Regions from separate parts of the Sus scrofa genome. Here region 2 is linked to region 1. Evidence: chromatin contacts called from public HiChIP or PLAC-seq data. All regions are on one chromosome and are shown on one strand. Each heading gives the region's core, a stretch centred on a gene start, on an enhancer-like site or on the middle of the called end of the contact. The rest is flanking DNA. Distances are from core to core; before and after follow the strand shown. Region 1 holds the start of PRDX3 (peroxiredoxin 3). Region 2 overlaps GRK5 (G protein-coupled receptor kinase 5).

What was found. HiChIP or PLAC-seq counts read pairs in DNA pulled down with a chosen protein or histone mark.
Region 2: a contact with region 1 is called in an H3K27ac HiChIP or PLAC-seq map of alveolar macrophages. The contact joins the enhancer-like site here to the promoter of PRDX3 in region 1. A contact is called at or near these places in 1 of 5 promoter capture datasets (fetal skeletal muscle), 8 of 47 Hi-C or Micro-C datasets (alveolar macrophages, blood, embryonic fibroblasts and 4 more) and 1 of 2 datasets of contacts at active chromatin or transcription factors (alveolar macrophages).

What each region holds. Positions count from the first base shown.
Region 1 is chr14:129,088,849-129,093,391 of Sscrofa11.1, forward strand. It overlaps PRDX3 (peroxiredoxin 3), which reads right to left and starts at 1,942. Exons shown (of 7, transcript NM_001244531.1): 1 at 1,882-1,942; 2 at 1-115. The coding sequence starts at 1,929.
Region 2 is chr14:129,342,658-129,347,200 of Sscrofa11.1, forward strand. It overlaps GRK5 (G protein-coupled receptor kinase 5), which reads left to right. Exons shown (of 16, transcript XM_001928584.6): 14 at 618-755; 15 at 1,393-1,524; 16 at 3,839-4,543. The coding sequence ends at 3,937. Among named protein-coding and RNA genes, the nearest start is that of RGS10, 79 kb to the right of the region's middle. Within about 2 kb of position 1,829, at least 1 of the 83 cell types and tissues checked has an H3K27ac peak or open chromatin away from gene starts, as enhancers often do. A contact at or near this core is called in alveolar macrophages, where this site is marked.

The sequences.
Region 1 (4,543 bases), core at 692-3,191:
CTTGACTGGAACCAGACCACAGCACACTTGTCAAGCATGTTCTTCGAGAAGGAGCAGGCCTAAGGGCTGCAGAGGCAGAAATGCCCCAAGGAACGGCACTCACATGTCGGATAACCTACAAAGAGAAATATTTTATATTAGGAAATATTCCCAGAATGGTGGCTGAATCCGTGCTGAGGACATCAGGCCAGCAGTAGCCTCAGCCGTCCCTATTCCTGGGAACAAAATACCAAACTCCAAGAGCATGGACTGGATCTCCATGTTCTCAAAATTCCCTTCTGCTTCCTTATCCCTCAGGACTGCCAGGTGGGAGGGATGTTGGGAGATGGTGGTCAAAGGGTACAAAGTTGCAACTGTGTAGATAAGTCTGGATAGCTAATGTACAAGCATATTGACTATGCTTAAACTACACTGAACGCTGGCAATATGCTAAGAGTAGTTTTCAGGTACAATCACACACAAAAGGTAACTATGTGGGGTGTCCCCACTGTGGCACAGCAGAAACAATCTGACGAGTATCAGTGAGGATGTGGGTTTGATCCCTGGCCTCGCTCAGTGGGTCAGTGATCTAGTGCTGCTGTGAGCGGTGGTGTAGGTCGAAGACTCAGCTCGGATCCCACGTGGCTGTGGCTGTGGCGTAGGCCGGCAGCTGTAGCTCTGATTTGACCCCAGCCTGGGAACTTCCATATGCTGCGGGTGCGGCCCTAAAAAGCAAAAATAAATAAGTAAATAAATAAAGGTAACGATATGAAGAGATATGTTCATTACTTTGACTGTATTTATCATTTCATTATGTATATGTACATGGAATCATAATGTACACTTCAAATACATATAACTTTTATTTTAAAATATATATAAATAAATGAAGGGGGGAAAAAGACTGCAAGGGAGCTCCCTGGTAGCTCAGCAGGTTAAGGATCTGGCATGGTCACTGCAGGGGACCGAGTTCAATCCCTGGACCTGGAACTTCAGCATGCTGTGGGTGCAGCCAAAAAAAAAAAAAAAGACTGCAAGGCAGGGGGGATTTATAAAAACACAAAGACTCCATGCTTTTAACAGCAACCCAGAGGATTAAAAAACCAAGGAGACTTGGCCAGGCCCTTTTCCAGCAGAACTTCTGAACTTGTTCTACAATGTCAAGGTTTTCCTTGGAAAAGACAAGGCCCTTTCAAGCTCTACAGAGAAGCAAACAAATAGAGCAAAGTTCAGCCTCTGGGAGAGTTTGGACAGGGCTCAAGGCAAAGGTTTGCTTAACTTCAGTGTTTGGCGTGACTCAGGACCAGCCTGCGTTGAACCCCAGCATGAGAAAGGGGAGAGCGGACAGCAAGAGGGTACCAGGCTTTGCGAGAGAAAAATAGCAGGGCCGGCTGGCCCTGGAGAGTAAGGAAAAAGTGCCTTTTGCACGTAAGCCCTTTGGTTACTTGAACATTTTGGTTTTCATCCAGCACTTAAGTGGATGCTCACGGAAACCTTGAGATAGGCAGGCATCATTCTATGTTGAGTTAGGAAAGTTAACAGGTTCAGAAAGACGAAGAAGTCACTTGTTCAAGGTCATAGAGTCGGTCCCAGAACGGAATCAAGGGCCAGGTCGCCTGCCTCCAGAGCCAGGTGCTCAGGTGGAGAGGGGACTGGGGACCCACGACTAGGAGGGAAGAGGGATTTGGGTAGGGGACCGCGAGGTGGGGTGGGGGAAGGGCAGTTATGCGCACGCGCAGGGAGCCTTCCCTAGAAGAGGAGGCCTCAGGTCCGTTACCCTCTGACATCCTCAGAGAGGGTGAAAGACCCCCAGGCCGCAAGGGAGCGGGATCCCATTTGAAAAGCACGTTCTCGGAGCCACCTCAGTGCCTCCGCGCCTGTGCCCCGCCAGCAGCCACTCACCGAAGCCCGGAGCAACCTTCCCGCCGCCGCCGCCGCCGCCGCCGCCATCTTCGGTGCGCACTGGGGCCTCGGGCCAGAGAAGCAAAGAAGGCGGGATCTACGGGGGCGTGGCCAGATGGGCGGGGCCTCGGCGGGCAGGGAGGGGCCTGGGTTGCAGCCCTGGCCAGGGATGGAGCCGGGAGCCAGGACCCGGAGTCCTATGCCCTCGCCGCCTTTTGGGCACCCTCTGGCTGTAAACGTCCCAATCGCTGGGTCCCTCGGCCCGGCTTCCGGTTGGGATAATTCCCGTTAAAGCTTCTAAGTAGCTAAATGCTTGTGAAAGCGACACTTTGTTTCTGTTTGTTGCCCCAACCTCTAGGACTAATCCAGGCAGGAAGCTAGATATTTCTATACTTGTTACTTTTTTGTTAACCTCCGTGGATTATTGTTGCAGTAAAAGGATCCGTTTCCTATTTCGACCACAGGCTTCTGCACGAAATGGCATTAGTTATCAATGAAATTTTAGCCGATTAATAAGCAGAGTGGGTCAGACCCTGCAAGGCTTTGTTGTCCTGAAAATCCCTGGATGATGCGTGAGCTCCCATTTTGGTTTCCCTTCACAACAATGGGGGAATTGGGACAAATTTAAAATGTGTTTTCTCTCAATTAGTAAAGCCAAGTGCTCAGGGGGAACATGGTACTTTGAAGCAAGTTCATTAAACATGATAAAAATCATACAGTGGCCTTACAGTAAGTGTGACAAAATGTAAACTCTAAGTGGGCATTTTCCAAAGGCCAAGCCTGTTATCTGAAAAACTGGATCCACCTCTTGGTGGATATGGAGCCAAAAGACACAACCCAGGCAAAGATCTGGAGAAGGAAGCATTTATTACTTGCTGCAAGTAAAGAAAACATGGAGGATCTGTCCCAAAGCAGTATCTCCTCAAACAGCCAGATTTGGTTAGTTTTAAGCTAAGGGAACATGCATATTCAAGAAGGGGCTTGGGTGGCAGACAGAATCCAAACTTTAGTTCATATGTTTTTGTTTGTTTGTTTTTTCTTTTTAGGACCGCACTGCAACATATGGAAGTTCCCAGGCTAAGGGTGAAATTGGAACTGCAGCTGCAGGCCTATGCCACAGCCAAGGCAATGTTAGATCTAAACTACATCTTCAACCTATGATGCAGCTTGCAGCAATGCCAGATCCTTAACCCACTGAGTGAGGCCAGGGATTGAACCTACCTTCTCATGGACGCTATGTCACGTCTTAACCTGCTGAGCCACATCGGAAACTCCCCAAGCTGTAGTTGATTGAAGTCATGAGAGTCAGAAAAGGTCAACATTATCCCTTAGGTTCCAGTTGGTCTGGCAGTTGAGGGCCTTAGGCCAATCTGTACCACTGAAACAGACCTAGAAGATTTTACAACTGATGCATTATCTTTGCTGTAATTACTTCTCTTGCCTGACAAGTCATTTGTTTCTGCATTCTTTCATTCCTTTTAGGTCATTAACTACTGAGACCCATTCAAGGACAAACACCATGGCCAGGCTTAGATCACGGAATAGCCTAGACCAAAAATGGCTTCTCTTATGTCAAGAAAGACATGCCCAGGACTTCCTGTCGTGGCTCAGTGGTTAACAAATCCGACTAGGAACCATGAGGTTGCAGGTTCAATCCCTGGCCTTGTTCAGTGGGTTAAGGATCCAGCATTGTCGTGAGCTGTGGTGTAGGTCACAGACGCGGCTCGGATCCTGAATTGCTGTGGCTCTGGTGTAGGCCGGTGGCTATAGCTCCAATTAGACCCCTAGCCTGGGAACCTCCATATGTCGCAGGAGAGGCCCTAGAAAAGGCAAAAAAAAAAAAAAAAAAAAAAAAAAGAAAGAAAAGAAAAAGAAAAAAAGAAAGACATGCCCAGTTCTCTTTCTCCAGGGACCATCTGCCTTATCTGCTTACAGGCCCAACCAAGCAGCCCAATTTCCAGATCTTCTGGCCATTGAAGAGGAAGTTTCACTGCTTATCCCTTCTTTTCCAAACAGCCAAAGCAATTGTCTAGTTAAACAGCTTTCCTCAAGTCGCACAAGGTTTCACTGGCCGGGAAACAATTAGAACTGAGAATTCCTCACTGGGCATATTGGTCTGACGATCTCAGTCTAAAGCTTATCTCCCTTGTCCTAAAAGGAATGAAATACCCTAGAATCTCAGGCTCAGAGACCCAGAGGAATTTCATGCAAGAGTCTCTCATTGGCCTGTTCAGGACTGCAAAGTGAATGGCCTTCGGTTAATTTCAGGCATCAGCCAAAGACATCCCCTGGAAGGATAAGCAGAGTCCTCCATTTGTTCATTTCAAGAAAAGATGACGTTGATTGGTATTTGAGCACTATTCTGCCAAGCCTTCCCCGACTACCTCCCCTGTGGGCCTGGGTTAAAGGAACCTCCCAAGTACCTAGAAAGCTTTGTGCACTTGTTACTCATTCTTGATGCTCTTGCCACATCATCTTGGGGTTCTCTATGGCCTAGTTTAGGTCTTAACCATACTGTGAACTTCATGAGAGTAGAACTCACATCTTACTCATCTCTGTGGTCCCCAAGTCTAGGCTAGTGCCCGGCTCGTAGCAACTGCTCAGCAAAAAGCAAAAATTTGTGAAATGAATGAATAAGCAGTGGCTGACATGGTGGCCAAAA
Region 2 (4,543 bases), core at 579-3,078, 250 kb after region 1:
CCCTCTGCGTCCAGCCTGGCATCATCCCCTCTATGAAGCCCTCATCTCCAGAATCCCAGGCTCTCAGAGCCCCCTGGGCGACCCCTATGACTAACCTTGAACTCCCAGAGGGCAGGGCCCGGGTTTGTCTCTCAGTCCCAGCACAGCAGCCCCAGACCAGTGAGATAAAAGAAATCATTGCGGTTATAGTGCCACGTCCATACACAGCCCCTTGGCCAGGTGCTTCCACTATCCCCATTATGCAGGCAAGTAAACTGAGGCCTCAGGGGATGTGTGACTTTCCCAAAGTGCTGAAGCACCACGGCTGGGACCCCAGCCCAGGTCTTTGTGGCTGCAGAGCCTGCATGCTGACCCACCACCTCTGACTGGCCTCTGATGTGAAGTCTTCCTGGGACCTCCCCGTCACAGCCTGTGTGGGGCAGTGACAGCGGGAGGGGGCCCTGAGCTCTCATCACTCCAACTGGGGGCCTTGGCACCTCTGAGTGAGGGCAGCTCGGGTTCCCAGGGCTAGGGTGGCCCTGGGAGACCTCCCTTGTTTCCCATCAAGACCCCCAGGCCTGGCCGGGGGCCCCAGAGCCCTGGGCAGGGCCCCCAGTACAAGTGCCCTGCCCTCCCAGCCCCGGGCCGTGTACTGCAAGGATGTGCTGGACATCGAGCAGTTCTCCACTGTCAAGGGCGTCAACCTGGACCACACGGACGACGACTTCTACTCCAAGTTCTCCACGGGCTCCGTGCCCATCCCGTGGCAGAGCGAGGTGAGCACCACGGGGTCCTCGGCTTCGCCCCGGGGGGAGGGTGCAGCGGGGGCAGGAGAGGGACAGTTGGGTGGGCGTCCCTGTGGCTGGACTGGGGTGTGGTGGGGTGTGGAGGGGACATGGTGTGGTGCCGGGTCAGGAGCTGGCGGGACGGGAATAGGAGGTGAGGCAGACACGGCCTGTCCGGAGACTCTGGAGACGTTCGGCCGGGAAGAAGAGAAATGGGGCAGCAGCCGAGTGCTTAAGGGGGTCAGAATTGGGGCAAGTTCTAGCTGGTTCGAGTGAGATGGAAATGATGGGGCAAGGGGGCTGCAGCTTTGGGGTGGAGGAGGAGGTGGGTTCGGGGCTGGAAGATAAGCACCCCCCACCCCCCTCACCCTCCCCTCCCCTTTCCCCCCCCCCCCATGACCGGCTCTGCTGTCTCAGGGAGGGCGGCTTGCAAGGCTGTCCAGGAGGGGCGGTGGGCAGGCGGGGAGCTGCCAGGTGTCAGCCTGGTGAGATGGAGGGTGGTGGAGGCCCCCGCAGGCTGAGGACCAGGCTGAGGACGGCGCCAGCCAGGGCTGGCCCACTGGGATTCCTTTCCACCCAAGATGACCCATGCAGCCGCTCACACCCCCGTGTTTTGACGCTTCTCCAGATGATAGAAACGGAGTGCTTTAAGGAGCTGAACGTGTTTGGACCTAACGGTACCCTCTCACCGGACCTGAACAGAAGCCACCCTCCGGAACCACCGAAGAAAGGGCTGCTCCACAGGCTCTTCAAGCGTCAGGTAAGCTCCCCCCCTACCCCCCACCCTGCTGTCCCAGCCTCTGCTCTGGGAAACCCCCAGGCCTGGCCTTTCCAGGAGACAGAGACCAATTTGTGGGCTTGGGAGACCCACAGCAGCAGTGGCCTAGGGGGGACAGGCAGCCTGTCTGAAGTGCCTGAACCCACTGGCTGATGGGTCCCCGCGCAGAAGGGGCAGGCCAGCGCTTCATCAGAGTCTCAGGGTCCCTCAGCCTGGGTCGTGGGAATGACCTGTGCCTTGGGGGGTCTTTAGCAGCATTTCCGGCCTCCACCCAATAGATGGCAGTAGCACCCACTCCCATGTGTCAATCAAAATGTCTCCATGGAGATCTCTGGTGGCACAGGGCGTTAAGGATCCAAGGTTGTCACCGCTGTGACATGTGTTTGACCCTGGCCTGGGAACTTCTGCATCCACGGGCACGGCCAGTAGTCTCCAGACAGGTGTCCAGTATCCCTGGGGACACAGTGCCCGTGGTTGAGAGCCATTGTAAAGATGGAGGCAAGTTCTGTAGATAAAGATTTGACATAACAAGGCACAGGGAACTGGTGTTGGAGAGGCGATCCCCACAGAACCTCATGGTTCCTAAGGTGCGGCCCCCATAGTTTGATGCTGTGTGCCTCAGCCAGAGGAGACTGCCCCTTGGGAAAAGGTACTCTTCCCTCAGAGCCTGTCCTTGGATCAGGGTTGGTGTGAGTCAGGTGGAAGAAATAACCCAGGAAGGACCTGGCAGGCCTTCTAGAATGAGACCCCTAACCTCCACCCTGCCTCCAAGAGGGTGGCCACAATAGCGCCCCTCCTGGCCAAGCCCTACAAGAAAGCTTGGCCCCAGCGTTCTGATCCCACAGCCTGGGAAGCCCCTGGTTTCTTACTTTCCTCCTCCCCCCAAGGGAGCAGCCTCTCCCCCAAGGAGGATGAATAGGCGCAGGTAGGTGCAGCTCCATCCCCAGGCCGCTGGGAATCCCAGCTCCCTCCCGCTTGGATAACAGGGAAGTGGTGGCCGTTCATGGTGTTCCACTGTGGACAGGCCCTGGGCTGGGTGCTTTTTGAAGGCTTCTCTTATGTAATCTCCACAAAACCCCAGACCTTCATTCAGCTAGACCTTCATTCCTCCAGTATGTACTGAGCACCTGCTCTGCGCTAGACTATTAACTCAGGACTTGAGAAGCTTCAGCCGGGAAACCACATCCCTCCTTGGGGGCAGCTTAGTGAAGTGTGAGTCCAGGGTGTGCTCCTATCGCCCCATTTCACAGATGAGGAAACTGAGGCCGAGAGGGGTTAAGGAACTTGCCCAAGGTCACACAGCTGGTGAGCCCATGAGAAAGACCTGGGATAACAGGGAGGAGGGCAGGGATCTGGCAGAGAAAATGCAGACCGAGTTTTTGTCTAAAAACTTCATGTGAGCTTCACATCCTATTCCATATTGTACTCCTGTCTGTTTACTGTAAAAATATAATTTTAAAATGCTTCCATCAAGTAAAATTGAAGTTTCAGGGAGTTCCCCTTATGACTCAGCAGGTTAAGAACCTGACTAGTATCCATGAGGTTGCAGGTTTGATCCCTGGCCTCGCTCAGTGGGTTAAGGATCCGGCATTGCCATGAGCTGTGGTGTAGGTTGCAGAAGTGGCTCAGATCCCATGTTACTGTGGCTGTGGTATAGGCTGGTGGCTGAAGCTCCGATTTGACCCTCAGCCTGAGAACTTCCATATGCCATGGGAGCAGCCCTAAAAAGAAAAAAAAAAAAAAAAATGACCTCTGTCTCCAACATGGGGCGGGGGACAGGACGGCCCCAGGCCTGGGACAAGCATTTGCTGTGAAAGCTCGTGGCCCGGGTTCAAACCAGGCCCTGACCCTCCTCAGACGGGCAGCAGCTTATTGAACCACCCAGCCTCAGTTTGTCCACTTGAAAAACCAGGACGGAAATTCCTGCTGCCCGGAGCAAGGAGGAGGCTGAGGGAGGTGGAAGACAGCGGCCTCGGGGCAGAGGCTGGCCCCCCACCCCAGGGGAGCAGATACTCTGGGTCTCTCTTCTCCTGTGGTGTGAGGGACCCTCACCCACGGGGTGCCAGGAGGGGGCCAGGAGTCCTGAGGACCAGCAGCTCGTCGTCCCCAGGTCTGCACGGGGAGAATGCAAAAGGCAGCAACAAGCAAGGAAAGGAGCTGCTCTGTGGTCCAGGGCCCCATCTTCTTTCAGGTTCAGAGGCCCCTGTGGTGTGAGGGCCCCAGAGCTGGACTCTAAATGACCAACTTTCTCTCTCCATCTCTCTCTCTCTCTCCTCCCTGCTCACCCCACTCCCAGCATCAGAACAATTCCAAGAGTTCACCCAACTCCAAGGCCAGTTTTAACCACCACATAAATTCAAACCATGTCAGTTCAAACTCCACCGGGAGCAGCTAGTTGCAGCTCTGGCCTTGAAGTCCATGGCGGGACCAGCCTAGACCCTTCTCATTCGAAGCAGACTTGGGACCGGTGGAGCTTCCGCTCTGGCGGGGCGGACGGGACAGCCATCCAGGAGCAGGAGAAGGAGGCGTCCTCTCCCGCGACCAGGGGCCTCCAGGTTCCTCAGAGAGATTCCCACTCAGCTCTGTGTTCGGAGGCGGCCCTCAAGCCGAGGTGGATCGGCCGTGTCTCTGTTGAACATTGCAATAGAACTCCAATTGGATACCACAACTTGCACGTATTTTAATAGCGTCATAACTAGAACTGAATTTTGTCTTTATTATTTTTAAAGAAAAGTTTTGTAAATTTCTCTATTGTCTCAGTTTACATTTTGTATATTTGTATTTAAATGAAAGTCAGACTTTGAGGGTGTATATTTTCTGTGCAGCCACTGCTAAGCCATGTGTTTTGACATTTTAGAGGGGGTGGGTGGGGGGTTTACAAAAAAAAAAAAAATGTGACTCAAGACTTCCAAGAGCCTCAAATGAGAAAGTGTTTTTATTAAATGTAGAAGATGATTCACATTTCACCTTTAAAGGATTGGGTGTATCCATCTCTCTAACT